Regions from separate parts of the Cricetulus griseus genome. Here region 2 is linked to region 1. The links are chromatin contacts, called in public Hi-C maps. All regions are on one chromosome and are shown on one strand. Each heading gives the region's core, a stretch centred on a gene start, on an enhancer-like site or on the middle of the called end of the contact. The rest is flanking DNA. Distances are from core to core; before and after follow the strand shown. Region 1 holds the start of Epb41l4a (band 4.1-like protein 4A). Region 2 overlaps Epb41l4a (band 4.1-like protein 4A).

Region 1 (6,339 bases), core at 2,057-4,556:
TGGTTAACCCCACAGACAACATCTGTGTTACACACACGGACATCAAAATCAGCATGGCATGCTTTTGTGACACCAAAAGAGGCCACGCTTGTGGTAAGAACGATTACTTCCAACCAAAGCCTGCTTTAAATACTGTTTAGTTAGTTACAAGGCATTCAGCCAAAATAACACTACCCTCGAGTTGTTGTTGCCTACGACTCACTCACCAACTTTTAACCCATTTGAAAAACAAGGTAAATACTATGGATTTGCTAAAAGTAAGTATGGATCAGGACTTTGGACTCACATTTCTTTAACAAACTTACTACTCTATTTGATCCCAAGTCTTGGCTGCTCTCCTGACAGAATAATCTACACAAGCCACAGCTGATGGGGGCATGGCTTTCATGATTAAACGGGGAGCTCTTGCTGCAGATGACTCTAGTTCCCAGATGCGTGTATCCTTTGCACTTCAGAAAAAGCTCTTTGCTGGCTTAGGATCAGATGATAACTTATTGTTCTCTGATTGTTCCCACACCAGGGAATCTGTCTGCATTACCCAGAACTGTCCCTTTTTTCTTGTTTTTGTTGTTTTTATTTTGGCCTATTTTGTTCACAACAAAATGTTCTATCATATTGTGCAATAAGGTTTTGTTTCCCCCTGCTTCCATAGGCTCTGAGGGTGTTGTGTCTATGTCCATAGAGAAAAGTTAAAAATATAAAGCCAACACTGTCCTTCCAAATACTGTTTTATTGCTCTTGGGAAAGACCAAAAGATGAGAATTTGATTCAATTTTGCTTATTATAATTGCTGAGGAACACTACTTAAAACGATTTTCCAAAGCAAGACCTAAAGTGTTTTAGCTTTAATTGGTCACTTTGGCCTTTGTTCTGCAAGAGGGTTACACCCATGAAATTCTAATTCTGTATGACCAAACTGGCGGCATCCACGAAGAGGCTTCTAGCCAGGAACAGTTTTTCTGGTGGGCATGAAGGTAATCAAAACAGACTCGCCCAAGGAAATGCCCAGAACCTACCTCAGGCGGGTAACTTGTGAAACGACAGGACTAGGAAAGGGAAAGAGGAGGCATCATGAACTCTATCACCAGACACCCAGCTCCCGGACGCGCAGGGGATGGCGGGGGGGGGGCGGGGGGGCAGACACACACGACCTGCAGACTCCACAGCTGCCTTAACTAAAATGACTCGGTGGTTTAATACTGATGGAGAAGGAGAAAGGCAAACAAAACACACGGTATTCCTGGCTCCTTGGTAGTTAAACTGTTGGAAAAGCGAAACAAACGCGCAGGCGCATCCTCAGGTTGTCAAGTATTAAAAAAAAAAAAATGCACTCATTAAAATTAAGGAAGTGGGTTGGGTGCAAGCTCGTAGGCTTTCTAGGTGAGAAGCAGCAATACATTTTTGATGACTACAAACAGGAGCAAACCGATCATGGATTTGCTTTGTGAGACGTTTACTTAAATGTGGAAATAAAACCAGCTCACTAAGATGAAAGAAAATTGTTTTCGGGGGCAAATGTAGCATTCCCCAGCTACAAATCCGGGGAACACAATCACAACCACCTGACAAATGTTTCAGCGAGTGAATGCATTAGTTTACTTCCCCCAAGAATACTACCGGGGTGGGGGGTAGGGGGGCTTCCATAAAGCAGAGAAGCACGCCTCCAGCACCCGAGTGGGGTGCAGCCTGTCCGTTCAATTCTGCGCCTGTCTGGGAGCTGAAAGGGGCCTAAGAGCTTCTGGGGGAGCCAGGGAGTGGGCAGACTCTGTCTCCCTCGCCGGACCTCGAATTGCTGCTGGAAGTTGGGGCGTCGAAGACCCTTCAAGACAGCAGTTACTTTTCTAGGCAACTCCAAGTTAGCGCATCCCCACAGACCCCCTTCTCTGTCTGAGGCCGCGGGCTGCTGCCCCGCCTTTCCACCGGCGGCCGGGATAGACCAGTGACAGTCTTGAGACAAAGCCGCGGACCCCCACGTCGCAGCCCCCGCACTGTGCCCCGGCCGTGCCTACCTTGATGCCCTGCTGCTGGGTGGTGAGGGTGAGCTTGGACTCGTCCAGGAGCAAAACTTCGCAGTAAAATTCTTCCTGAACCGCGCAGAAACAGCCCATGTCGGCTGAAAGCGTCTCCAGCCAGGCGAGAGCAGCGACCGCGGTGCCCGCCGCCTCCTCCCTCAAGCGCGAAGCATTAATTTATTGTGCGCGCCGTGGAGAGGACGAGAGACGCGGGTCTGGGTGGGGCCCTGGGGGGGGGAGCGTTAGGGTCCTGCGGTCGAGCCGAGGTCACCCCGAAAAGCTCGGAGAGCGGAGGCGGGAGGGCGAGCGCGCCCCAGGAGCGTCAGGAACCCGGAGCCTCCCGGGAAGCACCCACCGAACTGGGCGTCGGGAGCGGCGTGTCCCCGCGCATCCTGCGGCTGTGGCTCCTCTTCTGAAGACTGGGGCGGCGACCTGGAGACAGGAGTCGCCTAGTTAGGGGCGGCCGGTCAGAGACACGAAAAGGGCGAGCCGGGCGCTCCAGACCCTCCCTGGGCTTGGACGCCCCTCAGTACTGCGCAGCGATTCCCCTGCCGCAGCTCCAGAGTCCCCACCGGGCGCACACTGCCAGCGCCGACGCCGCCCCACACCCACCCAGCCCCGACAAGGTAGACAAGAGCAGAAAGCGCTCAGCTTCTCTTTTGTGTCGGGGGTGGCCACGACCCCCCAGCCCGGGACGCAGCGCCAGAGGCGAAGGTCGCCACTCCCCCCGCCACTCTCACAGCCAGCCCCGGAGCGCGGAGGACCGGTCAGGGCTCCTCACCGAAACCAGCCGAGGGGAGGTCAGCTTGTCGCGGGCCGCGGCTTCCGTTTGAGGGTCCCCGAACTCATCCCGCGGAGATGGCCAAGTTCAAGCTCTCCTCTCCCGAACGCCCTGCCTCGGGGACCGAACGCCGCTCCTGACGAACGTCTTGAAAAGCCGGGCGTCGGAGGACCTGCGGGCGGGCGAGCGAGCGGCCGGCGCGACAGTACCCCGGCACCCAGGCCGCCGAGGCTCCAGGGAAAGTTCTTGGCGGCGCGCGGGGCGGGGCCCTGGGCGGGAGCGACCCAGGTGCAGAGGGCCCCGGACTCAGGGCGACCGCAAAAAAGCCACCAAGCTGAAGCAGGATCCGCCGGACGACGACCCGAGCGCCCCTTCTGGGCGGGGTCTGCGCTGGGTGCGGAGGGCGGGGCGGAGGTGGTCAGTCTGGCGCGGTGCCGCCAGGTCCCAGCGAGAACGCGTGCGCTGCGCCGGAGCCGCGCGGCCGTCGCCAGGTCACTGCGTTCGTTTCCCTGGGAGACCTGGAGGTTGGCTCTAGGCCGCCAGGGCGCAGTTCTGCTCCGACCCCTGCCTTCTGCCGTCCCAGTCCCACGCCCTCCGCGCGGCGGGCCGCGGCCAGGCACTGGTGGGCACAATAGCTCTGAGGCTGCAGTGACCCCTGGTGGGTCCCGGTGTCCGTGCACAGGCAACACCGGCTGACTGTGGAAGACACGGGACCCCCGCTGGCCCTGGGAGCAGGTGCAATCTGAGCTGTCTAGCTGGGAAGCAGCAGCGAATTAATGCCAATAGCAGTCACAGGAGGCTAAGGGAAGCATGCACTGCGGGAGGTGCCTTGCAGAAGCAGAACTCTGGTATTGACAACTAGAAAGAGAAAGAACTTGGCATCGGGTAGAAATTCCCTCTTCTACCACTTGTTAGCCTGAATAGTCGAAACAAAAAAAACAAAACAACAACAACAAAAACCTACTTAAGTAAAAAACTTTGTGTCTGCAGCAACGCAGTAAAAACAGTTTTGCAACAGTTGGGCACAGTTGACAACAGTGATTTCCATGAAGGACTTCTGTATAAAACCTCACTTTTCTCTGCCCAACTTTGAGATATACGTTATCTTCCAACGTTTCTGGAAACTGAAACAGGCTTTGAGATTCTAGTCAAATCCTGTATACAACTTTGGGTTCTACTGCAAAAGGTTTATCCAACTTAAACCTCTTCGTTTTAAGCATCTCACTATGGAGGGTTTTCTGCAATACAGCTTTCCTGCCATTAAACGCCAAATGTAAGAGATCTCAATGTTTTTCTTTCTTTACCACAATATGCAGCAAAATCATCTAAGCCTGTAAAACTTAAAAAATAGTAGTAATAAAAGTCATGAGTTACCTGTTCTATGGTCCTTTGATTTGGGGTTTTTGTCCGTTGGCACTGATGGAAAGGCCGAGTTGGTGGTGGGGCAGTAATTCCGTAGCAAAATCATGACATTCCATACATACAACAGTCCTTATTGAAACATTGTCTTTTCCATCTCTTTATCGGAGATTGGAGATAAGAAAATTTAAAATCTGAGTTTTTAATTATTTATTTTTATCTTATGTATATTTTCTTATCCTCATTAGGATAAGAAAATTCTGCAAATTTTTAGTCACATTACTGAGTATAACTGATACACCACAGCCACATATATTTAAAGTATACAACTTACATTTTGACATATATGCACCCATGCAACCATCACCATAATCAAGCTGATAAATGAAATCATCTCTGATTTACTCCAGCATGCTTGTATTCCCTCCCACACCTCCCCTACCAGGCACCCACAGATCTGCTTTCTGTCACTATAGATTATCTACACTTTCTCAAGCTTATATAGTGGATTCACACAGTGTCAACTCCTTTTTTGGTCTGGTCTGCTTCACTCAATACAATTATTCTGAGATTTATGCATGTTGTATAAATATAGTTCACTAAATTTTATTGCTCGGTTGCATTCCATTATGCATACACACACACACACACACACACACACACACACACACACACACACACGTGTGTGTGTGTGTGTGTGTGTGTGTATTATGTATGTTTTTTTATTTTTCCATTCATTTGGGTGTTTCATGTTTTGAACATTATAAAATAAAGTAACTAAGCTGATCACCTTTGTCTTGTCAGCTCTGAAGGCCATAATAGAACACCATAGATTAAGTAGCTTACACAATAGATTTTTTTTTCTGTAAGTCCAAATTTGTTATGCCAGCAAGGTCCATTTCTAATATGACCCCTTCTTGACTTGAAGGCTGCCTCCATCTTGCTGTGCGCTCTGTGTGTGTGTGTGTGTGTGTGTGTGTGTGTGTGTGTGTGTTTTCATGGAAGCAAGTACTTTGAGATTTATTATAAGGACACAAATCCTTCAGTGTCAGATCATCACTCTTACAATCCCACTTAACCTTAATTGTTTCCTGTAGACCCCATCTCTAAATAGTCATTGAGTCAGTACTTCACACACACCCACACCCACACCCACACACACACACACACACACACACACACACACACAAATTTTAAGAAACACAATTTAGCCCAGGGCAAGAATACATATCTTTACATGAGTCACTGTGTGAATTTCTTTTTAAATATAGAATGACTGGATAAATGAAAAGATAAGCAAGTGGAAAATAAACCATGGAAAGAAATCAACTCCATTAATAACTGGAGAATGCAACCTAAAATCACCAGAGGACACCACTCACACCTAAGGAAAAGCACAATACAGAGCTGCCCTTGGGAATCTGAGTGAAGGTGTGGAGTGCTTTGTAGTCTCTCTGTTATTGTGCACAAAAGAAGACGCAATCACATTGGATAACAGCTTGGCAGGTTCTTAAAACTGGAAAAATTAAGATGCAATGGAATTTTTCAGAAAAAAATAATTTTTCAGTGTGCAAACAGTAAAGTACATCCTATTTAAAGCTTTTGCCTCTTTTTAGAAAATTTTTAAGTAAAGCATTTCCTTAGGTTAAGATCCTATTTCGTCACAATAAACCTGATGCAGATGAGTCAAGTGACACACAAATTTGGAGTAAATGCAATTCTGTAAAAATGTGTGGGCCATCTAGGAACAGTTCAAGAATCCTCATCCTGAAAGAAGATATTTCACTTTACAAACACACCCTCTACCCTGGCTGAAATATGCCCTTCAAAATGCCAGGCACAGAATCACTTATTAGGTGGTGTGTGTGTGTGTGTGTGTGTGTGTGTGTGTGTGTGTGTCTGTGTCTGTGTCTGTGTGTGCTGTGTGTCTGTAACTGTGTGTGTGTCCGTGTGTCCATGTGTGTGTGTGGGGGGGGGGGGGTGGACACCAAAAGAGAGTATTGAATCCCCTGGAGCTAGAGAGTTACCATCAGCTATGAGCAGTCCAGTGTAGGTACTGGAAACTAACTCTGGTCCTCTACAAAAGCAGAAAATGCTCTTAATGGATGAGCCACCTCTTCAGCCCCCAGATTCTTTTCAAAGTACTATATTCTCATTAGAGAGATGTGTTTAAAAGACCCAAATCAT
Region 2 (6,339 bases), core at 1,022-3,521, 150 kb before region 1:
AAAGTAGGCCCTTGTTACAAATGCCTTCTAAGAAGCTATTTTCCAATTCAGTCGTAGAAAATCCCTACAGGAAGAGAACAATGAACATTTGAAGGGGAGTGTGAGAGAAAGCAGAAAGGCAGTTGTCGGGATGGAGTGTTTGTGAGAACAAAGTTTCAGTGTTACAAGAGAAAACTGTTGTAGAGAACTGTCTACAACACAGTGAATGAGAGTGTAAAGATGTTAAACTTAACAGTGTTTTCTTACCACCAAGAAATCAACTTGGACTAAAGGCTACTCTAAAAAGTAGGAAGACAATAAGGGGGACAATGCCTAATAATGTTCATACCAGCACTTTGGAGGCTAAGGTAGGAAGATTATGAGTCCATGGCCAGCCTGGAACCCTATCTCAAAAGACAAAGGGAGGGAAAAAACCCAGACTGTGTCCTGAACTACCCTCTTCCTTTATATTCTGTTAATACTGACTCTTGTTCAGTGACATGAAAGTCCCCAATTTCCTTCTCCATCCCCAGACATTGTACTTAAATGCCCCCCATTGTCTCATCCCCCATTGTCCACTGCCCATAGTCCCGTAACAGCCATATTATCCTTTGTATGACCGCATCATAAGTATAATTCAAAGAGTGAAGGGTGGATTTCAGAAAAAAACTAAAGTGCACCAAGCCCCCACTAAAGCACAATAAGATGTTCAACATGTTTAAAACACCATCTCCAGGACAATAACCCAGGAGGCAGGGTTAATATCCCCACTTGCCAGATGAAGAAACAGAGGCTCAAGGTAGTTATGTGCTTTTTAAACACTAAACACTTAGTAACATGGACCTCTGAGGCCAAATGCAGATTAACCAGGTCTGGCTTCTTGTATTTACTAGATCGACAATTCCTTGAGTTAATGATACGCCTTGGATTGATGAATACCCCATTCACACAGTTTCCTTTTTTCTCTGCCTGATGGTTATTCACTCTGCTGGCTTCTGCTGACCTAGTAAATGTCTCTTTCTTGACTTGCCTCTTCAGCAGTCCAGAGCTACACTGCAGTAGGTGAAACTGTTCTTTGCTTCATCCAAAGCTTTTTCTGTATCGACTGTTTTGGCTGGACCTACCTCATGTCTCCAACAGACATGCCAGTCGCTACCCGCAGGCAAATCATTTGCCGTGGTCCTGAGCTGTGGCAACATCTTTCCCTGTAGTTGGCTGACCAACCTACTAATAACCAAGTGTTCATGCCAAGAGTGATGGAGTAGGACAGGGATTATGATTCTCCCAGGGGTTACCAAAGAAGCCCATTGGGAGCCCCAAGACAGGTGGAGGCATCTCATAACCATGTAGTAAGTCAACCATTTACCCTAACTCTTCCAATCTAGGATCCCAAAAAGGCAGTCTATAAAACAAATCTGTCACTCAGATTTAGCACATAGTTGTTTTTTTCTAAATGAAATCAATTACTAATATTTTAAATTCTAAAACGTATACATAAATATCCACACTTTGTGCTTCCTACAACACTGGAAGAATCATGAACACATAATGGACTTATTCTGCGACCATGGCCATGGCTGTCTGCTTGCATGCCCAGCCCAACAACCCTCACAACCTTTTGGTCATGGTGTCCATGGTCCCTTCCACACAACTTGAAGAGTAATGACACTGTCTTGCCTTAAAAAAATATTTTATGAGTATGAATATTTGCCTGCATGTATGTGTGTGTACCATGATCATGCCAGGTGTCCACAGAGGACAGAAGAGAGCATCGGGTCCCCTACACAGAGGTTATAAGCTGCCGTGCAGGTACAGGGACCCAAACCCCATCCCCTGCAAGAGCAGCAAGTGCTCCTAACCACTGTCTTGCTCTCTGTGATCTAGATGATACTGCAACTCCTTTGTCCTTCAGTGGAATGTTTCTAAGAAATTAAATGTCTCCCCAGGGAATCACAGCACTGCTGACAGTGCAATTGGCTTCACCACTATTTCCCTTACATCTAATTCTGGATTCTACCTAAATATTCTGTCCTTATGGCCTACATAACAGCAGATACTTCTCACAAGAGCCCACCTGCCTGAGCTGCCAAGACCTTATCAGAGACAGGGCTGTGCAAATATGCATATTTCCTGCCTGCCACCTCCCTTCCTCTCCATACACTGGGGCTCTAGCCACCGAAGCAGCTCTGATTTTTGGAATGCTCTGGCCGCCTGCCCTGGCACTGAACTCCTCTGGGTGGGACTGCAGGCTGTGGGGTGCAGAATCTTGACTCTGGAATGTACTTCCTCATAGAGGTGGCCAAGACCTATGCTTGGCAGATTCCAAACACAATGACCTTTAAGCTACCAGACATGGATTACTCCTGACTGAGAGGTGAGTCCAAGACTCTTTACACTCACGGAGAGCGGGTTAAATGGGGCAAGTCATCTACTCAGACTGATCTGTTTTCTCTTCCAAAGGAATAAAGGGATAACTTCTGAAGTAAAAAGTGGTGCATGTATGCTAAAAACACAAGCTAGCAACAACAGTCTCCAGTTGATTGCTACTTGTTATTAATAAAAAAAAATGTGAAATGAGAAGTGAGAATACAGGCTGATGATTCCAAGAATTGTAGTTCTAAAACTTTATTTGTGATCATATAAGAGGATTTGATCTATAAGAAATAGTAGTTGGCCTTATTAAAGTAAAAAAGAACCTATGTCTTCTCTAAACTATAACTCCACTTCTGCCAGATACAGGGCAAGTCCTAAAAAACAAACAATAACCAAAAACCCCAAACCACCACCCCAAAAGAACAACAACAACAACAAAAGGCCAGGCACCCCAAAAGAACAACAACAACAACAAAAGGCCAGGCATTGGTTGTGTACCCCTTTAGTCCCAGGACTCGGGAGGCAGAGGCAGGAGGATCTTTGTGAATTTGAGGCCAGCCTGGTCTACAGGAATGAATTCCAGGACAGGCTCCGAAACAATACAGAGAAACCCTGTCTCAAAAAACAAAACAAAACAACAACAACGACAAACCCACCATAGTCCCTATTTTAAAAATTGTTAAGCTTGGTCTAGTAGGACAGTCCAAAATTACCATAAACAATTTACCAAGACCCTGACTCAAAACAAAAACAAAATTTTAATTTAAAAAGATTTATTATTATTATTAAGTTTTAATTATATATAAGTGTGTATGTTTGCATGCGGCCCTGGAGCTGGTTGTGAGCCACCTTACATGGGTGCTGGAAACCAAACTCAGATCCTCTGGAAGAGCAACAAATTACTCTTAACTGCTAAGCCATCTATCTCTTCAGTCTCCCAAAATAAAAACTGAAAAGAAACAAATCTGGGGATATAGTTCAGTGGTAAAGCACGCGGTCCTAGGTTCAATGCCCAACACTACAAAAGTAAGAATCATCCTCCGCCATTTTAATGATCAAATTTTTTCAAGTATTTTAAATAACTTTAGCAAGGTAATACCTTGTTTCCTTTTAGCCAGTAAAATTTAAGCTTTTTTTCTCTTCTTCTTCTTCCAGCTCTAGGAATAAAATCAAGGGCTTGATATACTTTAAACTACACTACATCCATAGCCTAGTTAAAAAAAAAAAAGTTAACAAATGAGAACTACTGCTTCTTTCCTAGTCGGCTGTTGATGACTGTGTCCTAGCAACAGTGACCTGAGTGAAAGGCTGTACTGGGGAAACCGTGTGGGAGGGAGGAGGGCACAGGCTGGCCAGGTGGACGCTCTGGGCAGCTGGAATTTTAGGAAGCCTTATTGTAGATCCCACCTTCTCAGTCTCTTTCAGAGCAGCTTCACAGGGATGGCCCTCCTCCACAGCGCCTGGGAGCTGTGGAGGCTGGAGAGGAAAGCTCACAGTGATCATTGAGGGTAAGACTAGAGGGTTCTCTTCAAATATCTGCTTCAACTTAGGACCCAACCAACACGCTCCTTCCACAGGAGTGCGGGCATTGGAAAGCCACCCTTGCATGCATGCGTTGGGACCGGTGTGTGTGTGTGTGTGTGTGTGTGTGTGTGTGTGTGTGTGTGTGTGTGTGTGTGTGTGTTATCCCACACCTATATGCATATGTGTAGCATTAATTAGACTCTGTGAGTTAAAAATAGTGACAAAAAGAAACATCAAAGGGGTGAAGATGGGAAGGAGATGGTGTTTATGGTGTTTCAGAAGTACAACAGAGTGGAAAGCTTGCTTACTGAGCTTAAGCACGGGATGGTTAGCCCAGTGGGATTTTACATTACTCACATAAAAAGATAGTACAATGTTAAAACAAAACCCGAGACTAGCCGTTAGAAGACTAGAAGTGTATGCCTAAGACACCGACTTAACTGAATTACTATGTGCTTGCAGAAGCTCTCTGGGTGACCAATGACCAACCCCATTCAAAGCTAACTGTAGAACGTTTGGGAAATGCCATGTGCTGGGAGTGCCTGACACACCCAGCCCCTGTTCCTGTGCCTCCCAGGGAAGGTGACATCCCGAGTTAGAGGTCCTTCCCAGGGCAGCCTGGGGGCTTTCCTCCTCTTCTCTCATGATACATGCCTATCAAAGCTTTAGCCCAGTGCCCCGTGTGACCATCTGATCACAGAATACAGAGTTGTGCTGTCTTTGGAGTCCCCCAGGTGTGGCAGAAGTGAGGCAAACTCAAGTTAAGATACTACCTGCCCCATGAAGCATTGCTAAGTCTGGAGACCCCAGCTCACAGGGGTTTCTAGGCTTCTTATGCCTCTCGCTTCGTAAGTAGTAAGTGATGCATGCATTTTGTGTGACTGCCTGAGTGTGTTCCATCTCACTGGGCTCACAAGAAGCAGTAAAATCTGTGCACAGCAGATCTGCTCCACAGTAATCTTGACCCAACTGTTTCTGGAATGTTAGGCCCTTCTCAGTGAAATGGGAGTTATAGTAAGGCACTCTACTGCAAATTTAAATCTACTGCAAACTTATTTTTGTCACTACAGAATCATCAAAAAGCACTGTGTCTCCAAGACCAATTGGAAGAGGAAACCTAAAGTCGGACAGATGAAAATGACTTTAGAAATGGTAAATCAGGTCTCATTCCTACATCCAGGAATCACACAACAAACTCATCCACTTCCTTCATGGGTTTAATGTGAGGCTAGGATGAGAGGTGAATGTCAAAATGATACATCAAGTTGGGCTTGGTGAAAAACACCTTTTAATCCCAGCATTCGAGGGGCAGATCCAGGACGATCTCTGTGAGATTGAGGCCAGCCTGGCCTACATAATGAGTTACAGGACAGCCAGGGTTATAAAGACAGATTCTGCCTTAGAAAGGAAGGAAGGAATTGAACAGTGGGTGGGGGGAGGGGAAAAGGACAGGAAGGCAGGAAGGTAATCTGGCTACACCAGCTCTCACACAATGGCTAGATGTTGATTCTTACTATTAACAATTCATTTCAAAGAATACAGCAGAAAGACCCAGGAGAAAAGGGCTCCTATCCCTAAACAGAAAGCCCCCACCTCCTTATAGCTCCTAGGACCATGTTTTCCTCCACTATAAAATGTAAATATGCTTTTTTTCACTGTGCCCTCCTTCCAGGGTTATCTTGTGGCTTAAAGGAGGTGCTGTATGTGAAAGTGCTCGGAGAGAACCAGACAATGCCCCAAGAGAGATGTTTTGCAAGAAAATCCAGTGAGCTTTGAGCACCAAACATTAAAATTGACTGATTGGGTGGCTTTATTAAAGAAATAGTATGTACCACCAATACAAAAAAAATCTGAACAGCACAAGGTCCACCAATAGAAAAACTGGTAAGCATGAGAACGAATACTCAGACTAGAAACAAGCAATTTGGTGTCAGGTACATAAAACGCCAGCCCACAGAATGGGAAAAGATCTTCACCAACTCCACATCTGACAGAGGGCTGATCACCAAAATATACAATGAACTCAAGAAGCTAGCCACCAAAACACCAAACAGTGCAATTAAAAAGTGGGGTGCAGAACTAAATAGAGAATTTTCAACAGAAGAATCTAAAATGGATGAAAGACACTTGAGAAAGTGCTCAAATTCCTTGGACATCAGAGAAATGCAACTCAAAACAACTCTGAGATAACATCTTACTCCTATCAGAATGGCTAAAATCAATAACACCAATGATAATCTATGCTGGAGAGGATTTGGAGAAAGAGGAACACTCCTCCATTGCTGGTGGAAGTGCAAACTTGTACAACCTCTTTGGAAATTAGTATGACGGTTTCTCAGGAAAATGGGAATCAGTCTACCTCAAGATCCAGCAATTCCTCTCTTGGGCATATAACCAAAGAATGCACATTCATACAATAAGGATATATGTTCAACTATGTTCATAGCTGCACTATTTGTAATA

The links. A called contact is a pair of places that touch in the nucleus more often than the background predicts.
Region 2: a Hi-C map of the CHK-Q cell line shows a contact between it and region 1, with 2.7 times the contacts expected there. The contact joins the enhancer-like site here to the promoter of Epb41l4a in region 1. A contact is called at or near these places in 2 of 8 Hi-C or Micro-C datasets (the CHK-Q cell line and fibroblasts).

Annotation. Positions count from the first base shown.
Region 1 is chr2:203,447,593-203,453,931 of CriGri-PICRH-1.0, reverse strand. Epb41l4a (band 4.1-like protein 4A) reads right to left here and starts at 3,306. Exons shown (of 25, transcript XM_035440209.1): 1 at 2,794-3,306; 2 at 2,368-2,444; 3 at 2,010-2,239. The coding sequence starts at 2,108.
Region 2 is chr2:203,599,148-203,605,486 of CriGri-PICRH-1.0, reverse strand. All of the region lies in intron 14 of Epb41l4a (band 4.1-like protein 4A), which reads right to left. Among named protein-coding and RNA genes, the nearest start is that of Epb41l4a, 150 kb to the right of the region's middle. Within about 2 kb of position 2,271, at least 2 of the 6 cell types and tissues checked have open chromatin away from gene starts, as enhancers often do.